2 separate regions of the Mus musculus genome follow, and region 1 is linked to region 2. Evidence: chromatin contacts called from public Hi-C data. All regions are on one chromosome and are shown on one strand. Each heading gives the region's core, a stretch centred on a gene start, on an enhancer-like site or on the middle of the called end of the contact. The rest is flanking DNA. Distances are from core to core; before and after follow the strand shown.

Region 1 (5,750 bases), core at 257-2,756, 190 kb before region 2:
GGTTAAAAGCAGTTACCCTTCTTTAATTAAATGTCATAAATATAAAATAAATACCACTTGAATAAGCCACAATTTTTGTTCAATTTCACTCTTTCTTTAAAAATGTCTAGATCACAGACCTGGAGTGGTAGTGCACATTTTTAATCTTAGCACTAGGGAGGCAGAGGCAGGTGGATATCTATGAGTTTGAAGTCAAGACTGGTTTACATAACAAATTCCAGGCTAGCCAGGGCTACCCAGTAAGATGCTTGTCTCTAAATTGATGTTCTCCAACTTAGGGAGAAAACCAACTGTCAGATTTGACAACAAATCCTTTAAAACATTTTTTCATCTGATTTTATTTCACAATGGTTTTTTTAAATCACAATTTAAAAAAAAAAAAAGAATGTTGAGGGAAGGGAGGAGCTTTGATGAAGAACCCTTAAAAATACACTCAGTCCTGTTTTCAAGTTGCTTCAAAAAAATTCACTCAGTCCTGTTTTCAAGTACAAGAGCATCAGATATGCGCCCTCTGCTGGCTTCACAAAAACTCCCTTGATGTTCCTCTGGGCCCAGGAAGAAATACAAAAATACAAAGGGCTACAAAAGGGCTGGGTGCACATTTCACAGTAAGATCCAACCTTCAGGAAAGCAATTTAGCAAAAATCTCTTAGGTCAGTCACACTGGATACCTCCCTCCCCTACGCGCTGGGTTATTCTTACCCTCAAACATCTCTAGCTTGCACAGAGAAAAGGTAACACTTCTCTACTGAATAAAAACACTGTAGAGTAATTGCAACATTTGTGTTCCATCAAAAGTAACAACATACAAAACTACACAGGTAAATGCAAGCCTGCCCAAAAACAAGAACTTAAGAGGAAATTCTTGTCATTTTCCCACAAGTTCAACTTTGTATTAATGGTCTTTCAGATCCAAGAGGACAAAAGGTCAGAAAACTGATCCACAAAGCAATGTATCAATATCCTTCCATTTGAAGCTATTCTTTTAAATTTTAAGTTATTTACCAAATAATATTCATTTTTAAATAATAGAGTTTCTTTCCAGACGACAGTTTTAACTCTGTAATAAAAAAAATATTGTTTCAATAGCCAAGCAATATATTTTAATTATTGTGCTAGGTACCACAAGTAAAATGTCACAAAAATTGTGCCCTGTGATTAACTAAACCTTCTCTGAAGGCTTCTAGAGAGAACAGAAAACAAAGACAGTCCACTCACAGCACAGTCTAAACGTGAGCAGAGTTTGATCCGCTATGAATACTGCCATAGAAAACAAAATGTGCCATAACTCATTGTACAAATACATATTTATAATTTTATTGAACTTTTCTCATCTAGGCTGACAGCACTCCCTCCAAAAGTTCAAGACCACCTACCAAAATTCCCAGGACCAACCATGAGAAGCCCTCTTTTGAGTTGTTGGCCAGAGCTGTCTAGCACACGGCCCCCTGCTATTGATTGCCCTAGGTTACCCTCAGCCAGGGGTGAAAGTTAAGTCCCTATTGCTGAAGATACCACGCAATTCAGAAATAAGGCCCAGAAGCCCCGAGCTAAAAGTGACACACACATACTTAGTCACGTATCCTACTTAGGGTTCAATTCTTTTGGGTACACATTCGCTTTAGCAGAACTACCAGGTTGAGCAATGAATTTTTGGAAAAGGCATATTATTATAACGATGTCTTCAACTGGTGAATATCATGAAAACTCTAAAAAGTTTTTCTTTTGCTGTATTGATGGAGACGCTTACTAGTGAGAACACATACTAGAGACCAAAGCCTGGGCAGAGAGCAAGTGCAGCTACCACTTACTTAAAACACTGAAGCTATATTTTGTCCTGACCTAATTCTTATTTTTCACAAGCAATGACATTTTTCCTATAAGTATATGAAACAGATCTTACTCTTTGGTTATTTTTTTTTCTTGCCAAAGTGCTTCCTTGTTGCCTAGTATACACTGTAAAACTTTTCAATTTTTTTCTGAATATTTTAAATTGAGAAAGTTACGTATTTTATCATACACAATGTTATTCTAAAATAGGTACTATGCTATGGCTAAATCAAGCTCATTAACATATGTGTCACTTCGTGTACCTCTGTTTTCATGACTTTTTAAAGTACTAAACTGTAACTGACAACAGTGACTGATGCGTCAATCAGATCCACTATTCCCAACAAAGAGAGGGATGTCTGCCTTAAAATACGCCTCACACACAAGCACAGGTCCCTCGCCAGTCAAGTTTTCTGAATAAAAACAATGAAGAATCCCCCAACCTCTGCTCAGCATCTGACTGTCTCATCTGTAAAGCCTCCTTGCTTTACAGACTCATGCTGAGTGTTTGGTGGTACAGATAACATGTCCTGCAAATCATACTCTGTGGAAGGAGACACACCTATCTGCAGGGCAACCAAGGGCAAGAGACACCAGACAGTCAGGGGCAGAGCTACACCAGAACGCTCATCTCCTATTATCAAAACATGCTTTGTCCAATAGGACCAAAGCACCAAGCGGTCCTAAAGTTGCTCAGTCCAAGTCAATGAAAAGTGTGCACTCTGTGCTTGCCAGTAGAAACAGGCTGAGGGAAAGAAATGCAAGCTACTTAGTCTTTACATTCAAACAAACCACTCTGCATTTCATTAAGATTTAGGAGCTAAGTGAACTAACAAAGTTCCTTTAAGTTCTCTGGGTCTACTTCCTCATTTTTAAAAAAAAAAGAGAGGGGGGGAAAGCTCAATTGAGGAAAAGCTCAATTGGTAAAGTGAAGACCTGAGTTCAATCCGCAGAAACCACATTAAAAAATGCTAGATGTGGTGGTACGTGTTTGTGATTGCCACACTTTTAAGGCCAATACTACAGAAGCAGAGAGGGGAGGGCCCTTGAAGTTTGCCCGAAATCCAGTGTAGCCTATTGGTAAACTCTAGGCCAAAGACAGATGATGTCTCCAATGAGGTAGGTGGTAGTCTTTACAGGAAAAGATGGACATCCATCACTATCATCACCATCAGGTAAGGTAAATTACTTTATAAATTTAGTATAGTGTCTGGAACACAATAAAACACTTAATAGATAGTAGCTGTTGTTTCTTAAATGCCTGCAAAGAGCTGGCCTGTGTGTGCTGTAGGCGTAGGGAGAAGTAACTGCATCTATAAGCAGCATCTCCATGAAGGAGGAGACGCAGTCCCGAGCAGCACAGAGCTGCACTGACACTAAACTCACAATCAGAAGCTTCTCCTTCTGTTTTCTTAACAGCCTTCTTGTTTGCTTTGGACAAAAAGAAAAATACATTGATGCTTATTTCAAAAAAGCAAGTGTGGCTCACCACAGAGCTTCTCAAACTCTGACCTGCAGTAATTCTATGGTCTCGGCTAAATGCTGGTTCTCCTTGACTTATGTCACAGGTCAGTGACCGGGTCTGACCTGCATTTCTCTAACAAGATCCTGGGGGGGGAGGGTGCTGCTGATACAGAAAACTTTGAATAAGAGCTTACAGGATGTCATACTTTAAGAAATCTAACATAAATTAATTAATTAATTAATTAATTTAGTGTTGTTAAGGAGATACTTAACTTCCAAATGCCAAGGTCAGGAAGGTGGGGACACTGTCCTAAGTCCACTATGCTGTACAGGTGCTGAGGGCTCACCAAATGCCAAAACCACCCTGCTCTGCCAGGGCACACTGCACTCAACAGTGTGGACGCTACTCTCCTTGCTTCAACAGATGGTCTCAGAGAACAGAGTGCTTGTAACTGGACGGAGGAATCAAGGGCCGCCCTTGGCAGCTCTGTGGAGTGAAATCTTAGGTGGTGCCGGCATCCCCATCACCTCCAATGTGGTGTGTGTCATGGGTGAGGAAGTGAGACGTTCCCTCTGCTGCTGCTCATGTTTACCCATGATCCTCAGGTGTCTGTTCCTGAGAGAGATCACAGACCACCACCTACCTGAGGAGAAGAAGGGAAGTATATCCGCGGACAGGACAGAAGCACAGCTTTTCAATTCCACTGACAGAGCCAGGTCCTACCAGGGTCTACCTTATCCTTGTGGGAATAACTGAAACTTAAAGCTGCCTTGGTGTTATCAAGGGGAAGGGGCTGTGGAATCACCATCCTCCTTTCTTCTGATTCCTCTCTCACCCCAACCTTTTCAAACAGGGCACTGAAGCAGCAGGCTCAATGCTCACTGGCTTCACAGACAAACCATTAATCTTTTCCACATTACTTATCACCACAGCTAGGATAATATTTGCTCTAATCTAACAGATTTTCATTTCAAAACCAATTGTAAAGCTCAGCAGGGTGCTATATACAACTTTAATGAGAGCTTCTAACCCGAGACTCCTCCAATATGTGCTGCTCAGAACTGTTAAATATTACTGGCTGCAAGTTCTGGAATGAAGCAAGGAAAGGTTCACCAAGGCCCAGCATTCGAACAATTCAATTCCTTCCCTATCTTTTCTAGTTATGTAACTATGAAGCTCTAATAAATCTGATCCACCAGATGACAGATTTGCATTTCCCTTCCGAGCACTGACGACAACCTGACCAACTCCTCCACAGGTCAGCTTACACTGTACCCTATGATTCCCTACAATTAATGCAGAGCAAGGGGGCAGATCTGCAAATCTGTGACAGCTGTTTAATGGGAGCGGTGGAAAGGAGTGGACATATCCTGGCAGTGTGCTTAATGGCTACGCAAACACCGGTCATCAGCCTCAAGTGATTCTGGCAGAAAATTAACTTAGAGATACAAAACTCATTTGGTGAGAAGACCTGCAGCAATCTGCACAGTACGAGACTGTGTAATGAGCAAAGAGGCGAAATGAGAAGAGATTCTAAGTTTCCCTTTAAGAACCCTGGACCCCCGCATGATCACTTTGGAAAGCGGGTGCTTCTACTCTACTGTAAACGCCATTCACGATGCTGTGCGGCTTTCCTTGCCATGACCAAAATGTCACATAAGCACCACACTTTATGAGATAACTGCCAACGTGCTTTTATCATCAAGCTGATCGGTGCTGGATCACAAATTATTATGCCCTAGCTCTAAGAAGGCAGCCAACACACACATCACCTTGCAGCTACCACAGTCCTGGAGGCAGTACAATTATCATCATTCTACAAGCAGGAAAACAAGAAGCCTACATACAGCCACATTTCAACCCCATGCAACAGTTCACTAGAAAACTACGACCTGACGATTATTTCTGGTTTTATCTAAGGCCTGAGCCACATGGGCCAGTCCACAGCTAAAAAGCACAGCTTAGGAAGCTTTGTGTTTCACTCTTAAATGTACAGAAGGTAGAAATATGAAAACCAGAGGAGAATGAAATTCAGGAGTCTGCTCAAAGATCTGACCTCTCTCATCCTGAAAGTCACATTTAACTTGCTAAGATTCATGTAGTATTAACAAAACAGCTTACTGGATGGTAAAAGTACAGTGTCTTAGTTCCCCCAACAAATATAGACCCCCAAAGTCTGCAAAGAAGAGAATCTACACACATCTTCCAGAAAAAAAAAATACACTTTAAGGGGAAAACAGGATTAAGTATTTGGGAAAAAAAAAAAAAGAAGAACAAAATTCAAAACTAAAGATCCAAAAATGTGCCAGGCAGTGGTGGTGCTTGCAAGGGACAGGCGGATTTCTGTGTTTGAGGCCAGCCTGGTCTACAGAGTGAGTTCTAGGACAGTGAGGGCTACACAGAGAAACCCTGTCTCAAATAAATAAATAAATAAATAAATAAATAAATAAATAAA
Region 2 (5,457 bases), core at 1,260-3,759:
CGCCCGCCCGCCTACTTTACCAGCGAGAGCAGGGCCTGTAGGCCCGCTGCGCTTTGCCAAATGCACATCTTGTAGCAACGCCGAGGAAATATTTGCTGCAGTGAAACCGTGTGCCCTGCGGAAAGCAATCGCCCTAAATCGCCCCCTGACAGCCGTCCCGGTTCTTTGCTGCTACACAGATCTGCTTTCCTGTCTGCCTTCCACCCTGCTACCAGGGACAGTGGCTTCTAACCTGAAATGGGGAGATGCTAGGCCATACACTATGTCCTCTCCCAGGCCATGGGGTAGAGGACTGCAGGTGATGGATGGGTTGGAAGACTGATCGAGGCAGGCCTGTAAAGGGTGGGTCAAATAGCCAATGCTCTATGGCCCACTTAGAGCTGGAGACAGGTCCCAGGGTAAAGGACATCCTCCCGGGGCCAAAAGGCTGGTTAGGGTTTGATGATCTGGGAATTGGCAGAAGGCTGGATCTTTGGTGCCTTCAGCATCCTATGTTCGAGGAACCAAGACCCGCTTCACTGTGCACACTGTGTGCGCCTCTTCTGCTAGCAGCCATGGAGATCTCTCTGTGTAGGCAGAAGGGAGCGTGAGAACATGCTTAAGATACGTTATGTGGCATTCTCAGAGAATGAATAAAAACGTTGTTTTAAACAATGCTTATCTTTGTAAAGAGAAAGAGGAGGGGAGGAAGGGGAAGACTGGAAGAAGAGAGAAGAGAGGGAGGGCGAAAAGGAGGAAGAAGAGAAGGAGAAGAGATAGGAAGAGGATGAGGGAGGGGAGAATGAAAGGAAGAAGAGGGGGAAAGGAGGAAAGAGAGGAAGAAGAGGGAAGGAAGGAAGGAAAGAAAGAGGAGTGGGAGGGGAGATGGGAGAGGAGCATAAAAGGACAAAGAGGAGGAAGGGTAGGAGGATGGAAGAGAGGGAGGAAGGAGGGGAAGGAGAAAGAGAAGAAGAGCTAGGAGGGGGAAGAGGGAGAGAAAGAGGAAAGGAAAGAGAGGAGGAAGGGAAGAAAGAGGAAGAAGAGGGAAGGAAGGAAGGAAGGAGGGAAGGAAGGAAGGAAGGAAGGAAGGAAGGAAGGAAGGAAAGAGGAGGAGGGGGAAGAATGGAAGGAGAGGAGGATGGGAGAAAGGGAGGAAGGAGAGAAGGAGGAAGGGGAGGAGGAGGAGGGGGTGAGGAACGGAAGGCCTTTTCCAATCTGCAAAATCATTCAAATAGGAGCAGCCCATCCTGCCTTCGAGGCTTACAGCTCGCCCAGACCCAAAGGTCCCATTTGGTCAAAGAGCTCACTCCTTTGGCCCCCAGCAGGCTTACTTCCTGGAATTCAGCCTGCTGCTGTATCTACCTGGCCACAAGAACAGGGAGCTGGTGACTGCCAAACACCGGAAAAGTGAATACCTTTTATTAGGGGCACCATTCCCAGAGCTGGACAGCCCTCCCCGCACCAAAGAGCAGGGGAGCATGCTTAGGAGTGTTACTGGAGGAGGGAGATTCACACCTGAGCGTGGGGACCCTGTACAACCCACTGTGAAGAGCAGTACCAGGTCTCGTCCTACCCTCCTGAGGAGTCAGAGAGCAACCTCACCTCACCCCCCATAGCTCTCCCAAATTAGGCCACTGGAAGTGCCCCTAGGCTTCTGTAGTGCCCAGCCTCTCTCATTCAGGGGCATAGGAATGGGCTGAGTGGGCAGTCAGAATGCTGTTGAGCAGGCTCTAGCCGGAGACATGCCTGCCCCTCTCCCCCCATCACACAGATGAGCCATCTGGAAGCAGGAGGGCAGGAGGTTAACACCAAAGGTTGTGGAGCACCCACTAGGCCTCACCTCAACACTGGGATTGTGAGGTTGCGGGGAGGGGGGAGACGGCTGAGCTCCTTCTCTTGGGTCCCTCCATGTAGGGTGGGGAGGGAGCCAGTGAAGAGAGGTCTTCACAGCGTGCAGCCTCTTCTATAGATGGGCTGGTGCTCGCGCCTCTTCACCCCAAACCTTCCTCCATCAGACATGGCCTCCTGAAGGCCAGAGCCTATAGAACACACATTCTATGGGAGATGGAGACACACCCATGGAAAACATAACTTCTCCTTCATGGGCCTGGCTTCCTTCACTGAACTAGTCACCCAGCTTCTGCCTCAGGGACTACCTGGCGGGAGTACTAGGGTAGTAGTTGAAGGAGAAGAGGTGGCTTGTCCCTGTCCTGTCTCCAGCCCAGGGAGAGCCTGCCTCACCTTTCCGGGTTGTTTACCTTGGCCCGCTCCCTCTGCCCTGCTCTCCCAGCCGATCTGATTGCCGTAATTAGTTAATCAGTAACTGGCATAATTTCCCCCTGATTAATGCAGGAATAATCACCCGCCAGGGCTGCCAGCAATTTGCTTATCAGAGTCACTTTGAAACAGCTTTGAAAATGAGCGATTGGCACCTTCCTCGGGGTTAAAATTAGAGCCGGGGAGGCCGCCCTCTGCCGTGGGCGGCTGGGAGTGGCAGGCGGGACTGGCAGGGGAGCCTCCGCCCCAGTGTCTGGGGCAAGTGGTGTAGGTGACTGGCACAGTTCTGTGTCTGGCTGATCCAGACGGAGTGCTTACTGTAGGGAGGCGGATATTTGTGCTGGGGTGGCTCCCCGGTACAGGTGAGACAGGTTGGGGTGCCTCTGGAATGGAGCTGGCCCATGGGGGCGGGGCGGGGGGATCTGAACAGAGAGACCTTGGGGTGCCAGTCCAGGACAGACATGCTTTACACGGTAGTAGTAATAATAATAACAACAGCATCAACAATAGCGAACCAGTCACTTTCAGTTTGTTTATTTGTTTATGTCTTTGTTGTTTTGTTTTATTGACACAGTTTCTGTGTGTAGCCCTAACTATCCTGGAACTCACTCTCTAGACCAGGCTGGCCTTGAACTCAGAGATCCGATTGCCTCTGCTTCCCAAGTGCTGGGGCTAAAGGTGTGCACCATTATGCCCAGTTTATGTTTTTATGGTTCCAGGGATGAAACCCAGGGCTCTGCATAATCCAGGCAAGCACTGAACCCCTAAGCCATACACACATCCCCAGCAGAGAAATTGCTCCATTCTTTACATAAATTACCTCATTTAATCCTAGAGAGATGAAACTATCCTCCAAGTGAGCGCATCCACTGGACCAGAATCTGACTCTTTATTTATTTATTTTCACAAATTTACCTTTAATTAAGAAAAATTTCCCACGTGGGCAGAAACCATTGGGATAATGAGCTCTTATGAGCTCGCCGCCCACTTTCTACACGTCACCCGATGTCTCCCCAATTCTCTGTAACCACTCTTGTTAGTACTGGTATCTCTTTAAAACAGCTCCTGAAACAGTAGCGATCTCCCTGTAAAATGAGGCATGGGTAATCAGAGTCTCTGCCTCTTGGGGCTGTCCGGAAGTTTAATGAGCTCCTTTGTGGAGGTCTGAGGTAGATATCGAGCATCATTATTTTCAGAATGGAGGGTAGTTTGGCTGGGTGTTGAAATCTGTAGGGTCCAGAGGAGAAGAATCAGACAGAGATGGGGAATAAAGGCGGCCATAGCATGCTGGTATGTGCTCAGTCAGCTGGGACAAATGCTCACATGCTCACACTCGCAGGAAGTTACATGAAGTAGGTTTGTTACTCACAGACAGGTAGCAGAGGGTTAAAGAGGCGTGGCTTTGTGGAGAGCTGGGGGGGGGGGGGATAGGGTCTCTTCTATGCAAGGCCTACCTGCAGCATAACAGGAAGACCCTGGGAAACAGACAGCAGGGGTAATAATACACAAGAGACTAAAGCCCTGATGGACATCTGCTCTTGGGAGGGTCTGGAGAACTCATACGGTGCTGGAAGATCACACTTTGCCCAGACCACAGGGGCCCACAGCTGCTGAATCTGGGCAGGTTATACAACTATCTATAACAAATAAGCATCACTATTAAAGTAGTGTGTGGCCTGATCCTCGGCACCTACATGTCTATGTATATACAGGTATGTGCCCCCCCCCACCCCACTTGACCTCACTCCTGACTTGCAAATGAGCTGTTTTGTACACCCTGGCCATTGCTCTTGTCAGCAGGATGCAGACACAACATATCCTGCGTGTGTGCATTCTTGAGAGTCACGTGGAAGAAAGTGGGCATGGGTGGATCTAAGGCCACTTGGGGCACTGTCCTGCACAGAGGTGAATGAAGATTTCTGGGTGTTGGTTCCAGGTTTGCACACCTATGTCTTGCAGGAATGGAGAGGCAAGGCTGCTGTGACTGCTTTGTTTTATGTGGATGGACCTCTGGGCGTCATACATCCACCATTGCTGACTGTTGCATTGACTTTCCCAAGGGAGGTGGGAACAAATGTCTGCTGACCGCAGATTGTGGCGACCAAACCCAACACACAAAAGGAACAATTGCGTCAGCATGGTGGGACAACATATCACTGGGCTTACAGGTCACAGGTGACCTCCAAACAGCTACACCATCAGGAAGTCCCACCCTAGCATGGATGACCACCTCCCCATAGCTGCATGGGTGAAATGGGCCCTTGCTGCAATTAACCTCCCAGGATATAGTCTCCTTCACATCCCAAGATCCCAGACCACATGCAGCTAGGGCTGACTTACAGCTGGGAAGGTGTAGGCACAAGGTATAGGAAGGTGTCATTGAACTCGGAGAAGGGTCTAATGACAGGCCCTCCCTAGCCCTCCTTCTGAGGGAATGCAGCAGACCAGAGCTTGAGCATCTCAATGGTTGCTACACTCAGAAGATAAGTAAGCTATACCCAGAGCCCCTAGGGGGCTTTCCCCTTTATGCGATTCACCTGGGGACCTGCAAGTGGGGTCTAAAGGGATGATCAAAAGGGCTGCTGTATCCGGAAACTGAACCACGGCTCTACAGTTGCTATTTGGTTCGTGGAGTACAGGCTTCTTTCTCCAGTTTTCTTCCTTAAAGACCCGGGGCAAAACACAGGCACCCCACACCGGGAGTGCTGGGGTGTCTCCATTCTCAGATTTGCTGCAGGGGGCGCTGTTGAGTCAGGAGGTGAGAAAAGTGATGGAGACTTTGCCCCGCCCTCCTCCGTCCCCTCATCCCCACCCCCACCCCCACCCAAGGTTCTCACCACCTGGTGGGAACAGGACCAGTTAAACAAGACAAGCATTTGCCTGGAAGTAATGCATTTGCCTCGAAGTAATGTGCTCAGGAACAAATCAGAGCCCTGACCTGGCCTGCTAGGGCCTGGATCCTTGGCGCAGGCACACTGATGGATGCACGTGTGCGTGGGCACGTGTGCACATGCGTGGCCTCGCGCTCCTGACTTGCAAATGAGCAGTCCTGTGCACACGTTGTCAAGGAACACCTGTCATCGAGAAGCCTTTGTTAGGGCGAGAAATAATGAGACGTTAATTTAGAAAGATTTCTCTGTCAAAGAGGTGAGACTGTGCGACTAGAGGCATTAAAAATAAATCATTTAAACACCACAAAAG

Evidence for each region. A called contact is a pair of places that touch in the nucleus more often than the background predicts.
Region 1: a Hi-C map of liver shows a contact between it and region 2, with 2.0 times the contacts expected there. The contact joins two enhancer-like sites. A contact is called at or near these places in 1 of 15 datasets of contacts at CTCF or cohesin (the NIH/3T3 cell line), 3 of 484 Hi-C or Micro-C datasets (the AML12 cell line, liver and trophoblast stem cells), 1 of 115 datasets of contacts at active chromatin or transcription factors (embryonic stem cells) and 1 of 9 other capture datasets (embryonic stem cells).

The regions. Positions count from the first base shown.
Region 1 is chr17:30,109,722-30,115,471 of GRCm38.p6, reverse strand. All of the region lies in intron 2 of Zfand3 (zinc finger, AN1-type domain 3), which reads right to left. Among named protein-coding and RNA genes, the nearest start is that of Zfand3, 110 kb to the right of the region's middle. Within about 2 kb of position 1,506, at least 8 of the 459 cell types and tissues checked have an H3K27ac peak or open chromatin away from gene starts, as enhancers often do. A contact at or near this core is called in liver, where this site is marked.
Region 2 is chr17:29,925,938-29,931,394 of GRCm38.p6, reverse strand. No RefSeq gene overlaps it. Among named protein-coding and RNA genes, the nearest start is that of Gm41559, 39 kb to the right of the region's middle. Within about 2 kb of position 2,509, at least 37 of the 459 cell types and tissues checked have an H3K27ac peak or open chromatin away from gene starts, as enhancers often do. A contact at or near this core is called in liver, where this site is marked.